Regions from separate parts of the Zea mays genome. Here region 1 is linked to region 2. A link is a contact called in public Hi-C data. All regions are on one chromosome and are shown on one strand. The core of a region is the stretch at or near the end of the contact, and the rest is flanking DNA. Distances in the headings are between cores, read along the strand shown. Region 1 holds the start of LOC100193563 (WD repeat-containing protein 50). Region 2 holds the start of LOC100274382 (FMN-linked oxidoreductase superfamily protein).

Region 1 (7,482 bases), core at 1,491-3,990, 280 kb after region 2:
CAATGGTTCTCGAATCAGGTGATATCTCAAAGCTCTCCAGGCTTTTCTCCTCGCGTCCCGTCAAAGGTCCAATCTTGCTAACAGCAGCATTCACCAGGTCAAATGAGTAGAAGAACTTCCTCCTGCCTGATAGGATCACCTCAGAGCCATCGGGTAGAAAAGAAGCCTTGTGTACTGGACAGTCCCCAATAAATATGCTCTGGATCTTGGGGTTTCTCTTTCCATCAATCTGGAAAAACCTCAGATGCTTGTCCAAACCTGCAGCAAGCATCAGTTGCCCATTCCTATGAAACTGCACTGAATTGATAGGACCACTTGATGGATCCTGGATATTGGCATCAACGAGCCTTGAGAATTCCAGCATCCCCGGTAAGAGCTTGACAGTATCCTTGGCAACAAGCTCATCATTATTCCGAAGAATATCATCGACACAACCCTCATCATCAGACTCACCATCTGACGCAGCAGGAAGAGAAGTTTTCTGGTCCATATCAGCCCAGCCAGTAAAGGGGTTCAATTTCGCATGCTGACCACGCAACCTGGCCTCATACTCTTTCCCTGAAATCAAATGCTCATCTTCCTCTTTTCTCAGCTTCCTCAACCTTGGAACCTTCACAATGTCCACCTCTGTCATTTCTTCCTCCTCATCCACCCATACAGGCTTCCTCCTCTTGATACCCACCATGTCTTCCTCATCTTCATGGGCCATATCCTCCTCATATGTAGGAAAATAATCCATGCCACCACCAGCAGACCTATCTGTGAAAAACAAAGGCGCATCCCGGTCAGGAGCTACTGCAGCCCCTACCTCAGTGCCAAACTCTAGTGGAGCATAAAGGGAACCAAACAATGAGCTCTCCAGCTGCCGCATCTCCTCTTCCTCTTTGTTCTGCTGGGATTCCAACAACTTAGTCTTTTTCTTCTTCCTTTCCTTATTGTGATTCTTCAATTTTGCTTCCTTCCCAACTTCTGCATCTATAGAGGTCGGAGAGCCAATGTCCTCATCATTGCCATTATCAGCTTCACTTTTTCTGAGGCAGCGCTTCTGGACCGCGTTCTGGGATATCAAACTCATCTTTCCTTAAGAACTAGTTTGCAAAAACAACAAAATACTGTCAAAATAATCACAATAACATAAACGCATATAAATGAAAATATTACACAATAGGATACAAAAGCTACAAAAGAACAGTTAGCATTATAAACCGAGACATGCAAAATAATCAAAGTAGCACATATAGAATGAAAAAGTACAGGCATTTGGCACCTATGTATAAACTATATATGTATCAGTATAGGGAGGATATGAATACTGCTTTGTCACACACAAATTTTTTAACAAATAAATAAATAAAACATATTAAAAGCAGTAAGGAGAGTTATGGGTAGTTTCTGTCAAAAAATGCAACAGGTTAGTCCTCCAAACTAGAAAATGGATAGTTCATAGCAAACATGACAGGTGTAGCAGGACCATGACAACAATTTGTAGTCAGATATGATTGTAGATGAGCAGAATAACATGATCCTCCTATACTGCTTTATATGTCCGGAGAACAATAACACAAAGGAAGAAGTCTCTGTCTATCTCTACAATACTGCATAATAAGATAAACGAAACACTACATAAACAGGTCCAGTTAATGAGGACAATCAGTAGGGATGAAAACGGTAGGGAACAGTCGGAAAAATACCTCTACCGTTTTCATTTTCCATTTTCATATTTAACTTGCGGGACGAAAACAAAAACGGGATATATCGGTAACGAAAACGAACGGGATAAATACGGGAATCGAAAACGAAATCGGACGGGAACCGATATTTTTGTTTGGTAAAATCACACCATGAAACCATATATTCAAAACTTAACAAAAATAAAAAATTGCAAACCCAAGTCTTAATTAAACATAGATAAAAGCCATGTAAATCCAGAGCACACATAGTTTAATGTAGCACATAAGTCTTGGGTAGGCTCTTGGCTAACATAAGAAGCCATATAAGTCTACTAGCACACATGACACAATATTAAGTTTAGAACACATATTCATAATCACTTGCTCACATCAGGATCACTTAGCACGCATAGACTATTACAACCAATGCTGGTGCTGCGAGGAGCAGAGAGTGCGGCCTGTCCGCCTGTGGACAGCAGCCCCTGGAGGCCTGGACGGCGGAGGCTTGGTGCCCTTGCCTGCGCTGAACAGAAACAGGCGGGCGTCCAAGGAGCTGCCACGAGCGAAACGAAGTGAAATGAAAAATATGAATACCCTGAGATTGTCACACGCCCGTGCTGGTGCAGCCGTGCAGCGAGGAGTCGTGGCCCGTGGACAGCAGCCCCTGCACGGCGGAGGCTGGGAGCCTGGAGAGGTCAGAGGGAGAGGGACGGCGGAGGGCCGGACCGCCGGAGGCTGGGAGAGGGATGTGCTGGGCGTTTGGAGAGAGGGCGGCTGGACAACGAGTCTATGACGTGCCTGGACAACGAGTCTATGACGTCGCCGACGTGCCTGGACGGCTGGACCTGTTCGGTGGTCGCCTCTCGCCCAGTCGCCTGGTGCCCTGGTCTGCTTCTCGGCGGCTCAGAGGGAGGACGAGACGGTGTGACCTGGTGCCCTGGAGCACTGCGCACTGGCGGCTGTAGGTGGAGGGAGGACCGGAGGAGGGAGGAGGGGGGCGGCGGCGTACCTGGAGGGCGGAGGACGGCCGACGGCGGCAGCGTCTGGCTCTGGCTGCTCCGCGGCTGTGCGTGTGGGCAGTTTGGCGGCTAGGGCTGTGCGTGTGGGCAGTTTGGCGGCCGGAGCAAGCTTGCTGGTTAAAGGCCCATTAAGGCCCAAGAACTCATAGACGCACAGAACATCCGTAGAACGGGTAAAACGTTGAGAACGTGGGTTCCGACGTTTACACGTCGCTTAAACATCCAAAACGGACGTTCTACGCAGTTTTTTCAAAACGTACGGATGTATAATACTTACCCAAAAAGTGTAAAAGAGAATATAGTTGTTTTACATGTATATGTTTGCCTCCATTTATTATAGCATGTGAACAAATACCTCAAACGTTAGTAAATAACCCTATGACACCTAAATAAGTCATGCATCATGCCGAGTTTTTACTTGATTGTGCATATATGGATAATAAAATAAATGTGGTATTAACAAAATATTAATATATTAATAGACAAATGGAATTTAAACTCTAAATTTGGAAAACAAAACTCTAAAGAAATGTGGAGAGGGAGGAAAAGAAGTACACAAAAAAATATAAACAAAATAAATATTATAAATAAAAGTAAGACTAGTATGTTTAAATTATGGAACAATTGGATATATACCATTAAAAGATCCAAACTTTAGATATATACCATGGACCCCACATGTCATTGACTCATGTGGACCCACATGTAAGTGAGATAGTAATGGTATGGATCCAAAGTGGTGATCTTTTAATGGTATGGATCCAAATTTCCCTTAAATTATACTTTCAATCTGAGGAGAATTTATCAACAGACTTTGTGTTTGAAATTTGAATTCAAATGAGAAGGGGAAAATATAAATCAGAAAAAAAGAAAAGAAAATAAAAAGGAAAAAGGGTTGCGCTCGGGCTCACTTTACCTCGACCGGCCCACTCACTCGCGCGGCCCAACTTATTCTCCACGCGCGCCGTTACTCTAACATGCGGGGCCCTTGGGCAGACGCTCTCTCACTCGTGTGGCTTCTCCGTGGGGCCCACCGAGCAGCCTCTCAGCGACCGCGCGCTGCCGTCTTCCCCGCGCAACGCCCACCTCCGCGCATGTCGCGTATCCAGCCGCTAGCTTCGGAGTTGTTTAGCTGCAAGTACCCGACCTCGCCTACAAGTATCGGGCCCACGACCTCGCCGCTCTCGTTGCGCTCTTATCGCCACCAAATCTTCGAGCCATTCACTGTTGTGCCTTGGGCTGTCCACCGTCGCGGGGAATCCTCTGCGGACGCGTCGCGTACCGGAGCTCGGGTCTCTACGCGTCATCCGCCGGTAAGATTGATTCCTTAGCGCTCCCCTCCATCTCTTGATCATGTTTCGCTGGGTCGGTCTCGTGGTCACTCAAGCCACGGGTCGCAAATTGTCGCCGGCCATGCGTCGACGCGGCGCACCGTGGGCGGTGCCCTGCGCTTGTTGAGGGCAGAAATTAGTGGGGGCAAACGAGTTCATAACATCATCAATTAGGCGAGGAACGAATTAATTAGAAAATGGCGGGCAGGGAGGCCGGATTCACAACTCCGGCAGTCTTGCCGCCGTGCGGTGGGCTGCGCCGCCGTGCTCCTCTCACGGGGTAGGGGACGGGATCTGCGTCGTTGGATCTTTTCTTGCGGCTAGGATTAGAGTTGGGCAGGAAGATAGGCCCGCACCGTAGATCTCAAATCGGGTGGCCACGATTAGAGGATTGGGGGAAACGGTTTGAGACCGTAGTAGGGTCGTCGGATGGTGATCGTCCGCACCACGATTTCATGTCCATGTTTTAAATCATGTGCGTCGATATAGAATCCGATGGTCCGCACTGTGTATCGGTTCGCGATGGAGTTCGGATCAATCAGCGCCGTACCCTTCGGATCAGACGGCCATGGTGGATGACTGGTTCACCTCGCGGCCGAACTAATCAGGGCGGTTGGAATCTAATCTGGCGGCCAGAATCCATCCGTACCCCTTCGCCGAGCCTTTATGCATAATAGCCCCTGGACTTTATAAAGATCAACCCGCAGTCCACTATGATCGTAGCCTGAGTCTAGTATTCCTTGCGCAGAAGCCCCTGGATTTTCCTATTTTTGCGCACGCAGCCCAAACAGAGATATAATCATGGATTTATTTAAGAAATGAATTTTCAGATATAAAAATAATTCAAGAACTTGTATAATTCATAGAAAATTCATATGAACTTCAAAATAACCCATTCCAGTTTCTAAAAGTTTTGTAATATTATTATCTACCACTTAGAGTCTCTGTTTTGACATGAAAACAGTAAGAAAAATAATCTCTCACTTAAACCTATTTTAAGCACATAAAACCTTTAGGAATTCATATCTCAAGTTCTATAACTCCAAAAATTATGAATTCTGTTCCTAGGATTTTATTTTAATGTGTAGATTATTATTCTGTATTTTGTTTACATGTTTGGTGTGATGTTAATTTTCTTTATATATTATGTTTGTTTGTATTGTGGCGAGTAGAAGAGCCCGTGACTGAGGATCCTGGTGACCAGCAGATAGAAGTAGCTGAGCAGGAGCTCATTGAAGGCAAGTTGTGCCCTTGACCACTTTTGTTACCCAATAATGTTCTTTATAATCATGTACCATGCATAGGCTTAATCTTGATGGGACCCAATAGGTCACCCTAGACTGTTTATCACTTTACCTTGTTACACCTGAATCACATGGGTAGTTTTGCTATTGCTTTACATGGTTTTGGGATTATATTTCATTATGTACATGTTCCAATTATTTTGTTATTCTATTTATGTTCATGTCAAGATCATTAATGTTAATTGGAACATGGAGCTTAACTTGAGAAACACGTGCCACCACAAGGGTTTAATGGGACGCTCTTGGCCAACTAACTAGGAAAGCTAGTGGAAGACTACCTTACCTGAAAGGGGCAAGGACAGTAGGGGAGTTGCATGCAAGGAGGTTCTCGGGTTGATTTTGCTGCGATGGCGGTCAGACGGGGGATTCTTGCAAGTGCTCTTCCCATAAACTGTAGCGGGTTTTCGGAAGCTAGTGGAACTTTGTAAAGGCCTCGTAGTGGATCCCTAGCCATTCACCTCGGTAGTGTCTAAGGGTCTAGCTAACCCTGGCGACATGGAATACACGACTTGTGGGTATAGGGTACAACCTCTGCAGAGTGTAAAACTGGTATATTAGCCGAGCTCACGGTGATGAGCAGCTCAGGACTCTCGCATGAATAAATATGGAACCTAAACTCAATTTGTCATTTGCATTTGCATGAGATTATTATTAATTTTGTTCTATTACTTTATTAAGGTTTGATATTTACTTACATCTAGTAATTTCTAATAAAATTTTGACCAACTAATTAAAAGCAATGCTCAGCTTTAACCCCTGTTGTTGATTAGCCTTACACATCACATGAACTCCCACCTTTGGTGAGTTCATGCCACTGGTTCCCCACAACTTGTTGAGCTATGATCATGTGTGAGCTCACCCTTGCTGTCTCACACCCCCCACAGGAGAAGAATAGGTGGTTCAGGAGGAGCCACAAAGCGAGGAGTTTGATCTGATATAGGTGGCGTTTCCCCAATTGACTCTTTCGCCAAGGATGATCCTTAGTTCGTTTTATATTTATCTTTCATTTTGTAATAAGACTTCCGCTATGTAATAAACATTCTGATGTTATTGTGACATTTATCTCTATACACTCTGTTATTATATATGTTGTCTTCTTAGCGCATGTATGAGATGCACCTGGCTTTGTTCCTTAAAGTCGGGTGTGATAGAAGCGGTATCAGAAGAAATGTTGACTGTAGGACAAAACCTAGATAGAAATGGACAAAACCCTTACCTACTTATCTTACTCTGATTCATTCTATACTTACCTTACTCTGATTCTCTCTATACTTATCTTGATCCTGTCTCACCTTCTACTGTTCTACTCTGATTACTCTTATCTTTTCTACTCCAAGACATGATGGATTTCACACCTTGGAATCCTACCCTTATGATCTTTTTAAGAGATAGGAGGCCTAAGACAAAATTATAACTATTTTCTATATTTAAAAATGTTGGTTGATTGTTCTGATGATCAATGCCTGATTTGCTTCTTTGATTGATTGAAATAGTATAGACGGGCATCTTAGCATGTACCACCATAAGGTAATGTATTAGCTTTAGTAGGTGACACACTTAGCTAATAAATTCCCCAAAGTAACATGCTTCGTAATATTACATGCCTTGTCTACAATCCTTTCTTTCGTACCCTGTGTTTCTAACCCAGATGGGCTACCCCTATAGTGTTAGAAGAGAGCACTATAGACGTGATCCTTGGTATGTCATGGTTAAGAAAGGCAAATGCAGTATATACACTATACTAAGGGAACCATAGAACTCACCAGTTCCAAAGAAGAAAGATTTGAAGTTGAAATTGTAGTAACTACCACCATCAGATTAGCGACATTCTTAGTAGATGGGAAGTTTGTTGGTGACAACATCCGTGTGGTTAGGGATTTTCCGGATGTCTTTCCAGAGGAGTTACCAGGGATGCCACCAAATAGGGAAGTTGAGTTTGTCATTGATCTCTTACCTGGGACTGCTCCTAATTCTAAACGGCCATACAGGATGTCCGTAGAAGAACTAAAGAAACTTAAGAAGCAATTAATGGAATTACAAGAGGCTAGGTACATTCGTCTGAATTCTTCACCTTATGGAGCGCTGGTTCTAATTGTACAGAAGAAAGAAGGATCGCAAGGGATGTGCGTGGATTATAGGTCCCATAACGATGTCACTG
Region 2 (7,036 bases), core at 4,035-6,534:
CGCCGCCTGCTGCAGATCTCATCTCAATGCCATTTTTTTGTGGACAAACTAGCAAACTATTTATTATTGTTGTTGTTATTAAAGTTATTATTATTATTATATCCTGCCCGGCCCATCTGGCTTTGTTGGTGTCTCTTTTGCAGAAAATCCGGCGTCTCTGTTACCTTTGAGCCCAAAGCCCAGCCCGTCTCGTTCCTCGGTCCGAGCAGCCTCTTTATTGTTTTTTTTTTCGGACAACCGGCGCGCATGATGAGCCAATCGATTAGATTCCTCGGACGGACGCACATGTCTAGCACTCGGCTATTTCATTTTCAACCAAATATTTATTTGGAAGGTGTTTATAAGGCTGTCTCTGACGGCTTATTCGTTATCTCTCGTACCGTCTTCTATTTCAAACTCAATTCTATAAACAATACAATCTATATTATAAAACAGTGTTTTGAAATGACCATTAAAAGCGATAGCTGACGGTGAACATACTAAGGTAGTGGCTTGGTTAATCTATACTTCTATAGATATGTAAATATGTTGGGGTTCGGTCCGGCGGTGAAAGTCGTCGGCGCAGCGCAAATAAAAACACCATCTTGGTGGGGTCGGAGTTGAGTGTTCATCAGACCGACATAATTAAGCGTCTGGTGTTTAATTATTAAAAAAAAGAAGGAATCAGCACGATGATGGTTCCGCAATCAGTTCCCATGATTAAGAGTGGCAGCGTTCTGCGTAGCACATGACATTAAAGCGCACGGCGCCGAAAAGACACTGTTTGTCTCTTTTGCTTTGGGTGTCCGCCGCTGCCTCGCCCTTCTCCTTTTTGCTAACCGCATGCATCTCTCTCTCTTTCTCTGTCTCTTTTAGTCTTTTTGGAGGAGGAACAAAGAACCAGTGGGGTTTCGAAAGGAGGAGTAGGCCGACAAGTAGCATCGCATCACGTTCTCCTAATGAATGACTAGCATGAGTCAAAAACACCATCCTTTTTTTAAAAAAATACTATTATTATGAGTAAATCTGGGCAGAGCTCGACGTTCAGGTTCAAATGAAAACAAGTAACACGTATACTTCTACTTCTTTTTTTTTGATAATTTACGCTCCTACTTGAACTTGAATCAATGCATACACCACAAGGGGCAGTGAAAAGGAGAAGGTCCTTCTGAAAGAGAGAAGAGGTCAAGAGGATGGATTGTAAAAAGAAAAAGGAAAAGGAGAGAAAAAAAAAAAGGAACCGGTGGTATGTAGTATGTATTAGGGCTCTAGGCACATTTGGCATCCAATCCCAAAATAAAAGCCCCAGCCTCCAGGACACGCCAACGACAACCGTTGGGCCGACGTTCCGTAACAGGCCACGATGGGCCGGACGATACTTTGCCCATGAGAAATCCACTCGTTCGTGGGCCGTGTCCGTCTTGTGAGGATAGACGATGCACCTTCTTCTTTATCTCGGAAGGTACTCATGAGGGAGACGCGTCGTCAAGCAATTAAGTTATTAGAGCAGCTTCCTAAAAAATGACTCATCAAAATCAGTTTTAAGGAGATATCTAAAAAATTAGTAGGGGTAGATTTTAATCCTTTCTCCAACAGATCACTTAAAGCGAACGATTGTTTCTAGGGAGCCCAAATAATTCCTCATATGTACCTACAAATGATGGAGTTTTAAGGGCTATGAAAAAGTTGAGAGCATTTTAGGGGAACAGTTGGAGACACGTTTTTGTGTTTTTCTCAAAAAAAAAACTTGATCTAGGAAAAACTGTTGAAAAGCTCTTGGAGATACTCTTAGGTGCTTATTTTATGGTGTGTTTGGTTTGAGAAATGAGGTGGTCGATCTTTTTCTCAATCCTCACTTTTTTATTTGGTTTGTGGAATAGAATGAGTTGATTTATTACCACCACAATTCTCGTAAGCTAATAACAGTATATACATGAGGATTGAGTTGATTTTACCAAAATTTATGGAATGATGCATCATCTGATGAAGTATAAGGTAGTATAAGGTGATTCTATGAACCAAACACACCGTTAGATTATTATTTGACTTTTTACCCGCTAATAATTTGTATAAACAAACATCTCTAACAAGATTATATAAATTAGATTATATAACCTGAATTATATAATCTATATAAAATAAGCTGGATTATATAATGATGTGTGCAACCCTGGGAGAAGAAGATCTGGGTGATGAACGTTGTGAACGTGGACGCGCCCGACACACTTTCGGTCATCTTCGAGCGCGGGCTGCTGGGCATCTACCATGACTGGTGCGAGTCCTTCAGCGCCTACCCGAGATCAAAGAGGTCAGTGGCCAGCACCACCAGTCTGTCTGTTTTCTTCACATCTTTCTAGCTTGATGACGCACATGGCCGTCTTCTTCAGATGCGCGGTTCTGCCATGGTGGTGGAGGTGGACAGGCACAGGATCGTCAGGCCAGGGGTCAGCATCGTCGTGCGCGACAAGGCCAGCGCCGTCGGCGAGGTGGACAAGCTCCTGAGATCGCTCCACTTGGACGCGCGGCTGAAGGACGACGAAGGCGTGATGTACGCAGAGAAGCCCGATTGGCGGCCGGAGCTCGAAGAAGAGCCGTTGTAATGGCCACCATTTCAGAGTGGCGAGCAGTAGGGTTCTTTTCTTTTCTTGCGTCCACCAGCATTGATAGTACTGTACATGATTTTGTCATTGCTGCAGCAGTAGTATGTACAGTTTGTTCATAAGCATCAGAATTCTAGATTATATTATATACATACATACAGCAACCCGAGTGTCTGATGATAGTTACGAGATTCCATATTGTGTGTACCTTGCACGCCAGACGGCCAGAGGTTCTGTGAAATATATGCGCAGCTGAACATGCGCGCGAACATGTTGGTAATATAGCTTTGTGAAGCGTCCAAAGATAAGTTCAATAGCAAATCCAAATTATCTGAGACCATGTAATGATGTAAAAATGATTTTACATATCAGCTGTTACAACAATGAGGTGAGCCGTTGCACTGTAGCTGCTCAACTCAAAATATGCTTTACTAATCGAGGTTTAATTGTAGTCCAACAATCTCTTCCAGTCTGTACTATAGCAGGTCAAAATTGGTACAAAATGCTTCAGTTTTCATCAATTGCTCCTCTCCAATAATGATAGGCTGCAGATATAAGAACCTGTCAGGCATTGCTAGAGGCTAATGTTTGTCCTAGTGCAGTCTCCTTTCTGTAAAGTGGCACTCTTCCACCGAGGTCCTTCAGCCTCATTACCATGTCATGCAACCATTCGAAGGTGAGCTTGTTCTGCTTATTAAGTTCCTCCCTCACCTCTGGATGCACCCTAAACCAGTCGCCCAACATCTTGTGGACATGGGATCTAACCATTCTCCACGGCACAGGGTACTGCTCACACAGCTTCAGATATTCAATCACAAGATCAGCCTGGTCCAAGCCACCGTCTCCATTCTCGTCACCATCTTCTTTCCATTCCTTTGTCCTGAAACCAGCAAAAACTGCTGGGTTTTCTAGAAGAGTTTCAGCTGAAAGCACACCATCAGCACCAGTATGTTCAAGGCAGTTCTTCACATCCTCCATATGGCGAATGTTTCCATTTGCAAGAACGGGTACTCTAAGTGCATCCTTCACGGCCTTGATGGCATCCCAGTCAGCTCGAAATTTCTTCCCATCCTTTTCGTCTCTTGTCCGGCCGTGGACAGCCACAAGAGAAGCACCAGCTTCCTCAAGCATCTTCGCATATGCTAATGTGTCTTCCAGTCGTGGAAATACACGGATCTTAACTGAGACTGGAACATGAAGATTAGCTGCTAGATTCTGCACGAGGGATTTTACGAGGGGAAGGTTGTCCATGAGAAATGCTCCATAGTTACCCCGTCTTGCAATACGCTGCGGGCAACTGCAAGGCAATATATTAACGCGATTCAGAAGAATATGGAACCATATTTTTCAAGCAATATATATACGGGGAAATGGTATATGTTAACTAGAGATGTACCTGTGGAATATTCAGCACTAGTGCTCTAAGCAAGCTAAGAAAGCAGTTAGCGGCAGATAAACTAACACTAAAATTAAAAAGCAGCAGGTTTCGAGTGGAGTGTGCAGAGAATGACCTAGCATGGTGGCTTATTCTTCATCACATTAGTATCGCGCTTGAAGGCTTGAGGGCTGATGCACCACTAACAACGTTACTCAACGACTTTATCCAGGAGCAGATTATTTTTGTAGAGTATATGACGTTTATGTTAGTAAACTATTTATGCCATTACAAAGGTGGAGTAATCTACAATCGAGCACTAGATAAGTAGATATGAATAAAAAACCAGTAAAGCAGCATAACTGCATAAGGAATTGCACATTACCCAAAATTGATATCAACGTAGTCGCAATATGGTTCCACCTTCTTCGCAGCTTGCAACAAAATGTCAGGATCATTGGCACAAAACTGAACAAAAAGTGGTCGGTCCTCCTGCATAAGGTGCAATGGACATTACATTCCATGCAAGGTAAATACAACAACCCATAACAAAACAAAGCTCTGTAAAATAACAGAAGAGTAGCCGGCCCGTAATCATGAAACTCTCAAACGACCTGAATGGTCAAACAATCATTACCAAACATAACAATTCTTCATTTCTCCGGTTCAAACATGAGCCTAATGATTCATTAAATTCTGCGCACACCAAACTACCACTAAAAATCAAACTGCAAATACTGACTACCATATTTCATCTACAGCAGAACTATTATTCTACCAGTACCAGTATGTACTTCAATGACGAATTAAGCATAAAGCATACAACTGCAGCATCCACTTTAACTTAAAACAGTTGCTACAGCAGCGGATCAGAAGCTCATATGCATCAATTACCTTGCACGTGGTGAACTCCATGGACCTGTACTTCTCATTCTCGGAGAAGATGCGAGAGTGGAGCATGGGCGTGTACGCCGCGTCGGCGCCGTAGCGGCGGCACAGCATGCGGAAGGGGAGCTCCGAGTTGTCCACCATCGGCGCCACCAGCAGCCGTGGGGACCCCAGCCGCCTCCAGTGCGCCCAAGCGCGTTCCAACCGCTCCTCCGCGGACACCGGCAGCGGTGGAAGATGCGGGGCAGGCGCGGGGACCTCCGCTTCTGACGCCCCGGCGCTCGCGCAGAGGTCCTCGTCCGGGTCGGCGGCAGTGGCCAGGTGAGCGGCGCCCGGGGACATGGTGGCAGAGCTAGGGTTTGTGGGGGAGCGCAATCGCAGGCGGCGGCGCGGGCTCGCTAGGAGAGGCGAGAGGCGGCGCAGTTGCATGCGGTTGCGGTGGCTCCTCGGATGTGGGCTGGGTTGGGTCGGGTGTGTATTTTGTCGGAGGCCACGTCTGGTTAGATACGACAGGCCTACTTTAGGCCTTGTTGTTTTGTTCGGATTGGTGGGTCGAAACGAATACTAACCGGATTATTTCTCTAATTTATATAAACTTTGATTGAGTGGAACGATTCCGGTTGCAATCCGATACAAACGAATAAGACCTAAAGTGGATTTAAAAGTGGTTTTGTTTTGTATATTTAAAAGATATTTGTCGGGGACCATAATTAGGGGTACCCTCAAGACGCCTAATTCTCAGCTGGTAACCCCCATCAGCATAAAGCTGCAGAGGCCTGATGGGTGCGATTAAGTCAGGGATCAGTCCATACGAGCGACTCGATCACGCTTCACCCAAGCCTAGCCTCGTCCAAGGGCAGCCGACCTCGAGGGACTTCCGTCTCGCCCGAGGCCCCCCTTTTAACGGCGGACACATCTCCGGCTCGCCCGAGGCCTTGGCTTCGCTAAGAAGCAACCCTGACTGAATCGCCGCACCGACTGACCGAGTTGCAGGAGCATTTAACGCAAAGGTGGCCTGACACCTCTATCCTGACGCGCGCCCCCCGGCAGAGCCGAAGTGACCGTCGTCACTCCGCTGCTCCACTGACCGGTCTGAGAGAAGGACAGCGCCGCCTGCGCCACTCCGACTGCAGTGCCACTCGACAGAGTGAGTCTGACAGGCAGTCAGGCCTCGCCAGAGGCGCCATAGGAAACTCCGCTCCGCCCGACCCCAGGGCTCGGACTCGGGCTAAGACCCGGAAGACGGCGAACTCCGCTCCGCCCGACCCCAGGGCTCGGACTCGGGCTAAGACCCGGAAGACGGCGAACTCCGCTCCGCCCGACCCCAGGGCTCGGACTCGGGCTAAGACCCGGAAGACGGCGAACTCCGCTCCGCCCGACCCCAGGGCTCGGACTCGGGCTAAGACCCGGAAGACGGCGAACTCCGCACCGCCCGACCCCAGGGCTCGGACTCGGGCTAAGACCCGGAAGACGGCGAACTCCGCACCGCCCGACCCCAGGGCTCGGACTCGGGCTAAGACCCGGAAGACGGCGAACTCCGCTCCGCCCGACCCCAGGGCTCGGACTCGGGCTAAGACCCGGAAGACGACGAACTCCGCTCCGCCCGACCCCAGGGCTCGGACTCGGGCTCAGCCCCGGAAGACGACGAACTCCGCCTCGCCCGACCCCAGGGCTCGGACTCCGCCCTAGCCTCTGCCGAACGACTTCCGCCTCGCCCGACCCAGGGGCTCCGGCTCGGCCTCGGCAACGGAAGACAGATTCGACCCCAGCTTCGGAGGAGCCCCCACATCGCCCGGCCTCGGGCGCGGGCCCGCCACGTCAACAGGGAGCGCCATCATCACTCTACCCCGAGCCGACTCGGGCCGCAGAGAACAAGACCGGTGTCCCATCTGACCAGCTCCGCCAGATAGGCAATGATGGCGCCTCCCAAGCTCTATGACGACGGCGGCTCTCAGCTCTCTTACGGAAGCAGGTGGACGTCAGCAAGGACTCGACCGCTCCGACAGCTGTCCTTCCGCCAAGCTCCGTTGCTCCTCCGACAGCCACGACATCACACCAGCAGGGTGCCAAGATCTCTCCGGCTGCCACATTGGCATGTACTTAGGGCGCTAGCTCTCCCTCCGCTAGACACGTAGCACTCTGCTACACCCCCATTGTACACCTGGATCCTCTCCTTATGCCTATAAAAGGAAGG

Evidence for each region. A called contact is a pair of places that touch in the nucleus more often than the background predicts.
Region 1: a contact with region 2 is called in a Hi-C map of tassel, with 2.9 times the contacts expected there. The contact joins the promoter of LOC100193563 here to the promoter of LOC100274382 in region 2. A contact is called at or near these places in 4 of 25 Hi-C or Micro-C datasets (bundle sheath, endosperm, leaf and 1 more).

Annotation. Positions count from the first base shown.
Region 1 is chr5:62,387,734-62,395,215 of Zm-B73-REFERENCE-NAM-5.0, forward strand. It overlaps LOC100193563 (WD repeat-containing protein 50), which reads right to left and starts at 2,741. Exons shown (of 2, transcript NM_001138672.1): 1 at 2,680-2,741; 2 at 1-1,088. The coding sequence starts at 1,075.
Region 2 is chr5:62,109,245-62,116,280 of Zm-B73-REFERENCE-NAM-5.0, forward strand. LOC100274382 (FMN-linked oxidoreductase superfamily protein) reads right to left here and starts at 5,285. Exons shown (of 3, transcript NM_001148742.2): 1 at 4,849-5,285; 2 at 4,340-4,446; 3 at 2,887-3,876. The coding sequence starts at 5,271. The coding sequence ends at 3,144.